Regions from separate parts of the Danio rerio genome. Here region 2 is linked to region 1. The links are chromatin contacts, called in public Micro-C maps. All regions are on one chromosome and are shown on one strand. The core of a region is the stretch at or near the end of the contact, and the rest is flanking DNA. Distances in the headings are between cores, read along the strand shown.

Region 1 (5,121 bases), core at 678-3,177:
CACATTCTCAGCCTTTACCAAAACAATAAAGCCTGCATTTCTATTGTTGGCGAGACGGCAGATGGGTGGCTGGGCATTTATGATGCTTTGTTTTCCACCACAGGTGCCACACATTTATACACAAATCGAATTATTCCAGTTGTTCAGATGACAGGATATGCTTGTTATATTACAGTATTTACTCAAAAGAAAAACTGTTTACCCTTATATTATGCTGCAGGTCAATTTGACCTGCTGTAACACAAAACCTGCATCAGAAATACTAAAAATACTAATAGCAGGCCTGTAGCCAGTCTGGTGAAAGGGTGGCTCTTTTATCGCAAAAAGTGGACCTTTTTGCAATTATACGCCTCATTTTCCATGTAATTAAGACTTTTAAATACTGCATTTTAGTGACATTTTAAGCACTATTCTGAATTAGCTTGTTAGATGGTCATCATAACCACATTTTTAGACTATTTTAGCCAAAATAGTATTCAAAAAAATTTTGGTCATTTGTTTTAAGAATAAGGTCCAAGATTTAAAATAAAAGCTAATTCTCTTTTTTTAAAACAACACAGTAGCGAAAGACTTCTCCTATGCACAGCTGGATGTTGGATGAAAAATGTTTGTTAGGATTGGCCAAAACTGATTAGCAAAAGTCACACCGAATCGACAGCTGACAGAGGATTCTGATTGGTCTTAAAGCATTTTTCGATGGGTTATTTTCACCATGATGGCATAGCAGTCAAAATAAGACAAATAGTCTCATGTATGGGACAAAAAAATGGGCCTGAATATATATATATATATATATATATATTTTTTTTTTTTAAATTCTAGTCACAATTTAGGCCATAAAGTAAAACAACAACAACTGCTAACTGCCCTTAGCAGCTAACTACATTTATTCAATTAGCAGACACTTTTGCTCAAAGAAATGCTTTAACTGCTTTTTACACTGCTTTACAGGCATACAGTTCCGGTTTATTCATGGTAGCTTTGCTAAGACTCAAACCCATGATCTTGGTGCTGCTTGTGCCACAAACTGCTACTTAAGGTTAAAAGAAGAAAGAAATTGGTAAAAATCATAATAATAATTTTAAAAAGTAATAATTAAAACTACTAATAAAATAATATAATAAAAAATGTAAATACACAGTAATAATAACATAAAATTAAAAACATGTTGTTACAGTTACAATGTTGTTTCTTTAAATAAAATTAAATATAATATCATACAATTAAAAAAAATTATACACTGCAAAAAACTGCTTTTTTACTTGAGAGTTTTTGTCTTGTTTCAAGTCCAAATATCTAAAAATTCTTGAATCAAAATAATCTGCCAATGAGGTAAACAAAATTAACTTGTTTTCTCGTTGCATAAATAATATCTGACTAAGCCAATAGGCAGATTACTTATTTTAAAGAAAAATCACTTGATTTTGGCATATTGTTTCTGAAAACAAGACAATGTTCTTGGCTTGTCTAGAAACTGCTTCTTGATTTAAGAATATTTAGATATTTGGACTAGAAACAAGACAAAAACTCAAAGTAAGAAAAGCAGTTTTACAGTGTGTATGTTCTAATTTTTATTTCTGCAATGTGTGAAAAGTATTATTATGTCAAATGTGTTTTTATGGTGTGGGTAAAACTGAAAAGTCAAGTGAAGACAGTATGTCCTGCCTCATCTTAACTGGTCGTTTTCACCAACACCATTAAAAAAACACACCCAAAATTCAAACATGAACTGAGAGTTAAAAATGTTTCTTTGGTTATTTGATGAACACAATTTCACCTGGCTAAAAAAGCATCCACAAATCCAATAATTACCCTTATCTAAACATCACCATCTAAAGCCAACATATGGTTTTGCGGCATGGGTGTGAAAGGGTGTGTGCTTCTGATATTTGCTATCTGACCAGCTCCACAAAACAAGACTCACCTCTTTTCTGCATGAAACTGAAGAGATCGTCAAGAAACTCCTTCCTCTTCTCATCATCGTCTAGTTCGTACAGCTGTGGAAAGATAAAAATGATGCTTTGTTAGTATTTTGAACAGCACTGTTGTCTTGTTTCTTGCTCAAATATCTAAAAATGCTTAAATTAAGAAGCATTTTCTAGACAAAAAAACAATATTGGCTTGTTTTCAGAAATAACAAATTTAAATTTAATAACGTGACAATAATAAAGACTTTAGTAATCTAATTTCAAAACAAGAACAGGATCATTTTATTTAATCTATAGGCAGGTTATTTTGCTTGTTTCAAAGAAAAACTCAAGTCATTTTACTTATGATTTCTGAAAACAAGTCAATTTTTGCTTGTCTGTAAATGCTTCTTGATTTAAGAATGTCAAGACAAGGCGCATTTTTACGAAGCTACAGATTATGACACACATACAATAGAGCAAATCTAGCGTTAAATTTATCGTATTAAACCTAGACGCTGATACACTTACACCAGTGGGAAACCGCAAGCATTTTAAGGGCGCTTTTGCCTGTATTGGCATATCCATTATGTTTTCTCATCCTGTCCCCTCTCTCTGAATGGACATGCTCAAAAGAGCCTTTTAAAAGCCGTCTCGTGAAGGAGAAGACTGCAACCTGATGGAAATATGCTCCTCAACCTTCACTTTCAATAAGTCTTAGGCCACGTTAACAGGCGAGCAGGTCGATACAGGAAGACAGAGGGATGACCTTTGGAAACAGCGGGGCACATGGAACAAGGCCCCGGAGATAATAACCGATCATTTAGGAGTGTATTAGCTGTCACCAATATTAAAGGACCAATGCAATCAATGCCTCGGAGAAAAAGGTACAGTGGGTTTAAAGTGTGAATACAACACACCAGGCTTTTACCCATGTGTGACATTTCCGAGACGTGCAGCACGAATAAAACACGTTTCAGTCGAAGTATGACATCTCTCATCGGGAACCGAGCTCGGAAATGCTGTAAAGTCAGTCAAGTCACCAGCATATAGATGATATCTGTTAACATCTATATGTGTCATACTTGTCGAAACATATAGAAACGAGAGTGACTTTAAATCCGTTTGAGATCGTTTAAACAAACGCATCACTGCTAAATGGTTGTTCATATGCATGCAGATACTGATGCACAAGATATGAACGTGCAAGTCTGAATGTAAATCCTGAAGAACAAGAGTGTGTAACATGAAAACCCTGCTCCTCTTAATGTATGGAGATTTAAATGTTGATGTTGCGCAATATTCTGAAGCAGGTCGCACACCAGACTAGAAGTGCAATGCTGTGAAATGATACATATTGTTTTATGTGAGCGTATGTCATGTCACATGCTGCGTTCAATTCCTTCTGGAAAGCTCGTACTTCACAAGTCGTAACTATGACGTCAAGTGCGTTAAAGTTACTTTTGATAGCTGTAATAAAGAAATTGCATTAGGCGTGTTTTGCATTTTCATTTTTGTTAAATAGTTTATTTAGCCACTTTAAGCTAATCATTTTAAACTTTTATATTGTTAAATTACATCTTGTATCTTGTCATACTCAAAAAGTTTTAATTTTTTTAATAAACACATGACAGTTGTTGCATCCTTCAATTTCACTATGCTTTGTTTCCACCAAAAAATGAGAATTACTTTATGCGCAAAACTAGAATATCGCATAAAAGATGTGCGAATAAAGCAGGGTTTCCATCCAACGAGTTAAAGAGAACAAAATCGTCACTTTCTGATTGGCGGCAAATATCAACAGTAAAAATGTATTTTGTGGTAGGGGAAGCTGCACAAATCTTTTCCTTATTTAATAAATGACTTGAGCCTCAGAAGACGATGACGACAGCACTGATCGCTCATAACAAAAATTACACTTTTTTTTAATGCGCATGCTGGAATTTGTTTGGTAAAAGTGTTTCCATCCTAGTTTTTGCAGATCTTTTCTTATCAAATAAAAAGTTTTTCCTACTAAGTTACGCGAACATATTTTAATGCGCATTTTCAAAATTGATGCGCATCTTGCTGTTTCCATCAACTGATTTTTATGTGCATCTCTAAAATGCACATAAAAATAGGTGGATGGAAATGTAGCTAATGACATTAGCTCAGAAACTCTGGAATTTAAGAGAATTTTGAGTTTTCGATTTGTAATAATGAATTTGTAGTGCTGATTGTGTTCGACGTTCAACTCGTAAATATTGATTTATGACTTGAAAGCATCAACAGTGCACAATTTGCATAAATTCATAATAAATAATATTATATTTGCTTATTACTTGGCTGTCTAGAATACTCGATTTTGATAGGTCAGTTGCGAAATTCCAAATTATTTTATCCCGAGATAACAACCACCAAATAACACAGGTCATCCGGGAACTTTGAATCACCTTAACCGTCAGTGAATCCGTTTAAATCCATACACTAGCATCCACATTCATATGTATTTGCTTGTCTGTCATGCCACAGTTTTTAATGGTTTGGTGAATAATACATAGAAAAGTCTATTTTTTATTTAGTCAGTTTTGTTTCTGTCTACTTCGTGTTTTTAACTGTTTGCCACCATCTTGTTACTGAACAAGTGCGGAGGTTAGTGTATACTCCATCAGCTGTTTTGTCAGCTTTGCATTTAATTAAGAATTAGTTAATAAACTATTACGTTTTAGATCAATGTTTTGTGTTTTAATGTAAGTTTTATGGCAGTTTTTCTGCAGAATAAAGCCCTTCAGTCCTATACAAGATAAGCCTGTCAGGCTTAATTGTGCCAAAACAACCTCCTGGATGTACTTAATTCACTATGGAACGTGAGTCCAGTGTGCAATTCCTCAAGCAGTCATAGATGCAGCATGGTGCTTCTTGTCAAGTGTCTGATGTGCATATTGGGACTTATATTTATTTATTTATTTTCCTTCAACTTAGTATCTATTTCAGAGGTCGCCACAGTGGAATGAACTGCCAACTGTTTTAGTATATGTTCTCTTCCAGCCACAACCCAGTACTGGGAAACACACTTTACACACCTTACACACTCTATCATACACTATGGCCAATTTAGTTGATTCAATTCACCTATAGTGCATGTCTTATGGGGGACACCAGAGCACCAGGAGCAAAGAAACCCACGTTAACACGAGGAGAACATGCAAACTCCACACAGCTATGCCAACTGATC
Region 2 (5,121 bases), core at 1,161-3,660, 69 kb before region 1:
ATGAAACGCATTAGTGTGGACATGGCCTAAATTTTCAGCATCATTACTGCAGACTTCAGTCTTATAAGAAAAATAAGCAGATTTGATGCAACAAAAAAAAAACATCAATTTATTTTTATATATTATATACTACCATCAATGTTGAAACCAGCTTGTGCTAATATTTGTGGAATGTTTTTTTTTTTCAAAAGATGTTCAAAAGAACAGCAGCTTAAAATGTGAATTTTTCATTTAATTGAAATTGTCATTACAATCGCTTTTGATCTATAAAAATAAAAAAAAACTCATTGACCCAAAACTTTTTAATAATTGCAAAACCACCAAAACTAAAGTCAGTTGCTAAACTTTAAAGTTATAATGTGAATGCATTGATTTTTTTTATTTATTTTTTTGCTGTGTTGTTGTTTATTTCACCAAGCATGTGACAATTACCTAGACTTGATGGTTTGATCAAGACATCTAAAACATCGTAAAACGGTAAGGACTTCATCTGCACATCCGGATGGACGGGGGCCATTAGTGTCGTGGGCTGCTGCATGTTCATCATGGGCTTTGACTCATGAAACACAGGTGAATCACAGCTCTCCCGGCGCTGCTGCAGGACGTCTGAATGGTCGGTTGGCAGAGTAAGATCTGAGCTTACAGCCGTGGCACCGCTGTCCAGATGAATGAAGGATTTAATGCTTGACTTTAGTGCCGCCAAATCTTGAAGACCTTCAAATGTCCTTGGATATCTCCGCCGATACAGTTCTTTGATTTTGATCTGCACTGCAGAACTACAACCACTCCTCAGTAGATGCAGAGCCCTCAGCAAAAGTTCATGCTTGCGACCGCTCTTATTCCTTCCAGCAAAACCTAACAGTACTTGGAGCTCTGAGACACGGAAACTTGATACCATATTCTGAAAAATAAATCCAGACAAGGCAACAAAAAAAAAAAAGAAACACCACACATTAGTAAGAATACATTTGCCACAGGTTAGTAAATATAACCACCCTCTATGCCATTTTGTGTACTTTTACAACTTTTGTTTTAAGATTTTAGCAAGACATAAACCTTTGCATCAAAATCAACATGGCATAAGCTTGTGGAAAATGGTTATGACAGTTTTTTTTAAACCAAAAAGTGTCATTTAATTAGTAACCAGATTAATTAACAAAGAATTATGTGTGAAGTGAGGTGACAGCCCACCCAAAAAACACCCTTTCAAGAAACCCCAAAGAAATAAGAAAATCTCAACTGACCCTTCATTACACGGTCCATGCTTGATTGTTCTTACGTGTTAATCCTTTTTTCTTTAATAATCCTTAACAAATGACCGAAATGCATCTAAAATGTTGAGAATAATTCCAAGACCCATTAGATGAACATCGAGAACATGACAAAGAACAAAACAGATGTTCACGTTGATCTCAAGAGAAATCAACAGAACTGCTGGCGGGAAACTTGGTTTACAGCAAATCTGGACAATTCTGAACACTTTACAGGACAGCATGAATCAGTCAGTTATGTAATGACAGATATAACAGCAAGTGTCTAACATTAACGTATCCAGTACACACAGTATACCTTTCTTATGGCATGGTTAACGTTTGTTGGAGCTGAATACGTTCAATTTCAGAAAAGTGATGTATGCATCACACTACTAAAGTGCTTATGTTGAGGAAAATATGAAACAGAAGTCAAGTTTGTTTTGTTTGCCGCAAACTATTTACAGTTAGAGCTTGTAAACAACATTCTCAGTGTGTATATTTTCCATTGTTTAACTTAGCAATTATGATATAAAACGCACGTTCACTTTCATTTACACGCACAAAGAGACTCTGGACACGCTGGATTAAACATATGTCTCCCTTGCAAACACTTCTAATAAATCAAGCATCACCTGTGTGTAAGTTACATGTAAACAATGTCAATAGCTGCCGGACGCTAACGTTAGCTAACAAAAGACCAGCCAAAACAAGTCGAGCAGTGAAGAACGTAAAAACTTTTTACCTGAAGCGAACAGTCGTCAAGTTCAGTTAGGCATTATAATAAAGCGTTTTCATGCAGTCAATGGTGGCAATAAAAGCAGTGGCATTTTGAGGCTGATCTTCAACGTTTGTGTAGCATCTCGAGAGCTAAACGAGTAGCGGGTTGGTGGCTAACAGGCTAACCATAACCCGAATAACGGAGGGATGTCGCGTTTCTCTTTTAACTATGAAGAAACTAACGCATCAAAGGCCAACGGACGGGCATAATAGCATAACATAACGTCAACTGCAAAATGCCTTCAGCATGTGAAAGACGCAAAGAAGTAGCCAGCTATCATTGCACTTTCGCCTACCCGTAACTCCTCAATATCCGCCATTTTCTGGCTGCGCTCATCCTGGCTAGTCCGGAGATGTCGAGTCACGTGACACAGGCTGGTTAAAGGGGTCACGTCGTTCATTTGTGCATTTTTATTTTCTTCTGAGGTTCCCTGATTTGCTTTTCCCCTTACCCATATTTTGGGAATAGTTTCCGTTATTCAGTAATCAACCACAGAATCCTTCGCTGTGAACGAAATTATAATTATTTTTCCACAAGGAGGAGATCATTTAGCCATCGAAAAGTAAAATCCTGTTAATCAGTTCAAATTGTTTATAAACATTTTAGTTCAATGTTATGTTTGTTAATTAGTCTTTTTGGGTGGCAATGTTATCTGCAATAATCTAATCCTAAATATCGCAGATATATTGGAAGCGTTTTTACTTGCATTGTGTGATTCCTGTACTCTCTTTCGCCACTAGAAATGTGTTTTGAAACTGTTTTTCTGAGAGTATGTCCTCATGTAAGCTCTAATGTGATTCCAACAAACCTTTTAGCACCAAGGCAAATAAGATGAAGTAAAAAAGCTGTACAGCATAGATGGGTCTCAAACTCAGTTCTTGGAGGGTCGCCTGCAGCTCTGCACAGTTTTGCTCCAACCATAATCAAACATGGCTTATTCAACTAATTAAGGTATTCAAGACTACTAGAGAGGTGTGAGTTGGAGGTGGTTGAAACTAAACTATGCAGAGCTGTGGCTCTCCAGGAATTAAGTTTGAGACCATTTAGTTTATGCTAGTGGTGTTCCACCAGGGGGCAGCAAAATTCTAAGGGGGCCTCATTCATTCATTCATTCATTCATTTTCTTCTTGGCTTTTAGTCCCTTTATTAATCAAGGGTCACCACAGTGGAATAAACCGCCAAATTATCCAGCATATGTTTTACACAGCGGAAACACCCATACACACTGACATTCCCACCCACACAAACACTATGGCCAATTTAGTTCATTCAATACACCTATAGCATGTCTTTGGACAGTGGGGGAAAGGAGAGCACCCAGTGTAAAACCACACGAACATGGGGAGAACATGCAAACTCCACACAGAATTGCCATCTGACCCAGCTGAGGCTCGAACCAGCGACATTCTTGCTGTGAGGAGACAGTGCTAACCACTGAGCCACCGTGTCACTCTAAGGGAGCCTTGAGAATTTAAAATGGTTAAATAAAAACTTTTTTATAATCCACACATTAACAACTGTTTATGTTGTCTTTGTAGATGTTGGAAATCATTAAAAATATCTAAAATATATATATTATGTTTTAGTATACAGCTTATGATTATAGTAGTGTATAGTTGTATACACTATATACATAACTATACCAAGCCCCATTTAACTGATTAACATGTTAAACAACTGAAAGTCATCCAAATGTTGTAAATGAAGTCTTGGAGCCAAAACTTTGAGAACCATTAAGGAACTGTAATGAATTTTGTCTCACGATTAAGTGTTTTTATAGTGTGAACATACCAATTTAGCTTTTCAGGATGACAGTTACAGTCTGTTGTCCAGCAGATGGAGCTCAGAGCTAATCTACCATCACCAGATTATTGACTGAGGGTTTTCGTTCCTGATCAGACCTCTGTTTAACCCAATGCTTACATTTCATATTCTCATTTACAAATTAGAACAGTTATTAATATGCCCTTATTACTACTGAAATAAAAAATAAATACATAAATGAATAAAATCTCTCCCTGTTAAACAACACATGGGAAATATTTTTTAAATAATTAAAATTTGACAGGCTAATAATTAACACACGTTACAAAATGTCAATTAAAAATGACATCTCAAATATAATACTACTACTACTACTACTACTACTACTAATAATAATAATAATAATAATAATGAAAATATTTATTTTTATTTATTCTTCTACGGGACTGTAGACTACCTGGATCACTGTGGTGCATTCTACAAGATAAATATAAAATTAATACAGGCAGCATCTGCGACTGCTTGAGTTTGTGACCTCCACATTGTTGACTGCAACCTCCACAGTTTTGACTGCAATCCGATGTTTTTGTTTTGCAGACATTGGAAATCTGTCTGTGACAGTATGATCAACAGTAGTTGTGTAATGTAAGTACGTATAATTATAACATTCCAGTGTATTGACAATATTAATAATTTTCAAAACATTTGTGATCATTAGTTTCACCTTGGTATTATACCAATTAAATTTAAACCCATAAAATTAAAATAAACTTGGCCTGAAATAGAATGTTGAATAAAAACCAATGCTTTTATTTCAGTAAGTTGCCTGTCACAGAAAGAGACTGAACCAGAGATGTATTAAGATAACAGTTTATTGTAAGAATGGCAGAATCTAAACAAAGCTTAATGGAGATCTATTGCAGGGCTGATATGGAATGAGCAGATGAATCGGAGGGACCAGAGGAAATATGAAAGCCAGGAACACAGGTAGTGGAACACAGGAAAATCAACGACAACCAGAGGACGGACCAGGAGTAACCACACTAGAAAGGAGAAACACAAACACTGGAGATCAGAGGTGACGAGAGAGGTGGGACTTTATTCATTCTTTTTCTTTTCGGCTTAGTGCCTTTATTAATCTGGGGTCACCACTGTGGAATGAACCGCCAACTTATCCAGCACATGGTTTATGCTGCGGATGCCCTTCCAGCTGCAACCCATCTCTGGGAAACATCCATACACAATCATTCACACTCACACTATGGACAATTTAGCCTACTCAATTCACCTGTTCCGCATGTCTTTGGACTGTGGGGGAAACCGGAG

Evidence for each region. Hi-C and Micro-C count contacts between places; a contact is called where the count stands out from the background.
Region 2: a Micro-C map of caudal fin shows a contact between it and region 1, with 5 times the contacts expected there. The contact joins the promoter of pias2 here to the enhancer-like site in region 1. A contact is called at or near these places in 2 of 18 Hi-C or Micro-C datasets (caudal fin and an unstated tissue).

What each region holds. Positions count from the first base shown.
Region 1 is chr5:42,297,182-42,302,302 of GRCz12tu, reverse strand. It overlaps arid3c (AT rich interactive domain 3C (BRIGHT-like)), which reads right to left. Exons shown (of 8, transcript NM_001100039.1): 3 at 1,925-1,997. Among named protein-coding and RNA genes, the nearest start is that of arid3c, 69 kb to the right of the region's middle. Within about 2 kb of position 1,927, at least 4 of the 62 cell types and tissues checked have an H3K27ac peak or open chromatin away from gene starts, as enhancers often do.
Region 2 is chr5:42,367,041-42,372,161 of GRCz12tu, reverse strand. It overlaps pias2 (protein inhibitor of activated STAT, 2), which reads right to left and starts at 2,410. Exons shown (of 15, transcript NM_001326481.1): 1 at 2,327-2,410; 2 at 433-901. The coding sequence starts at 2,350.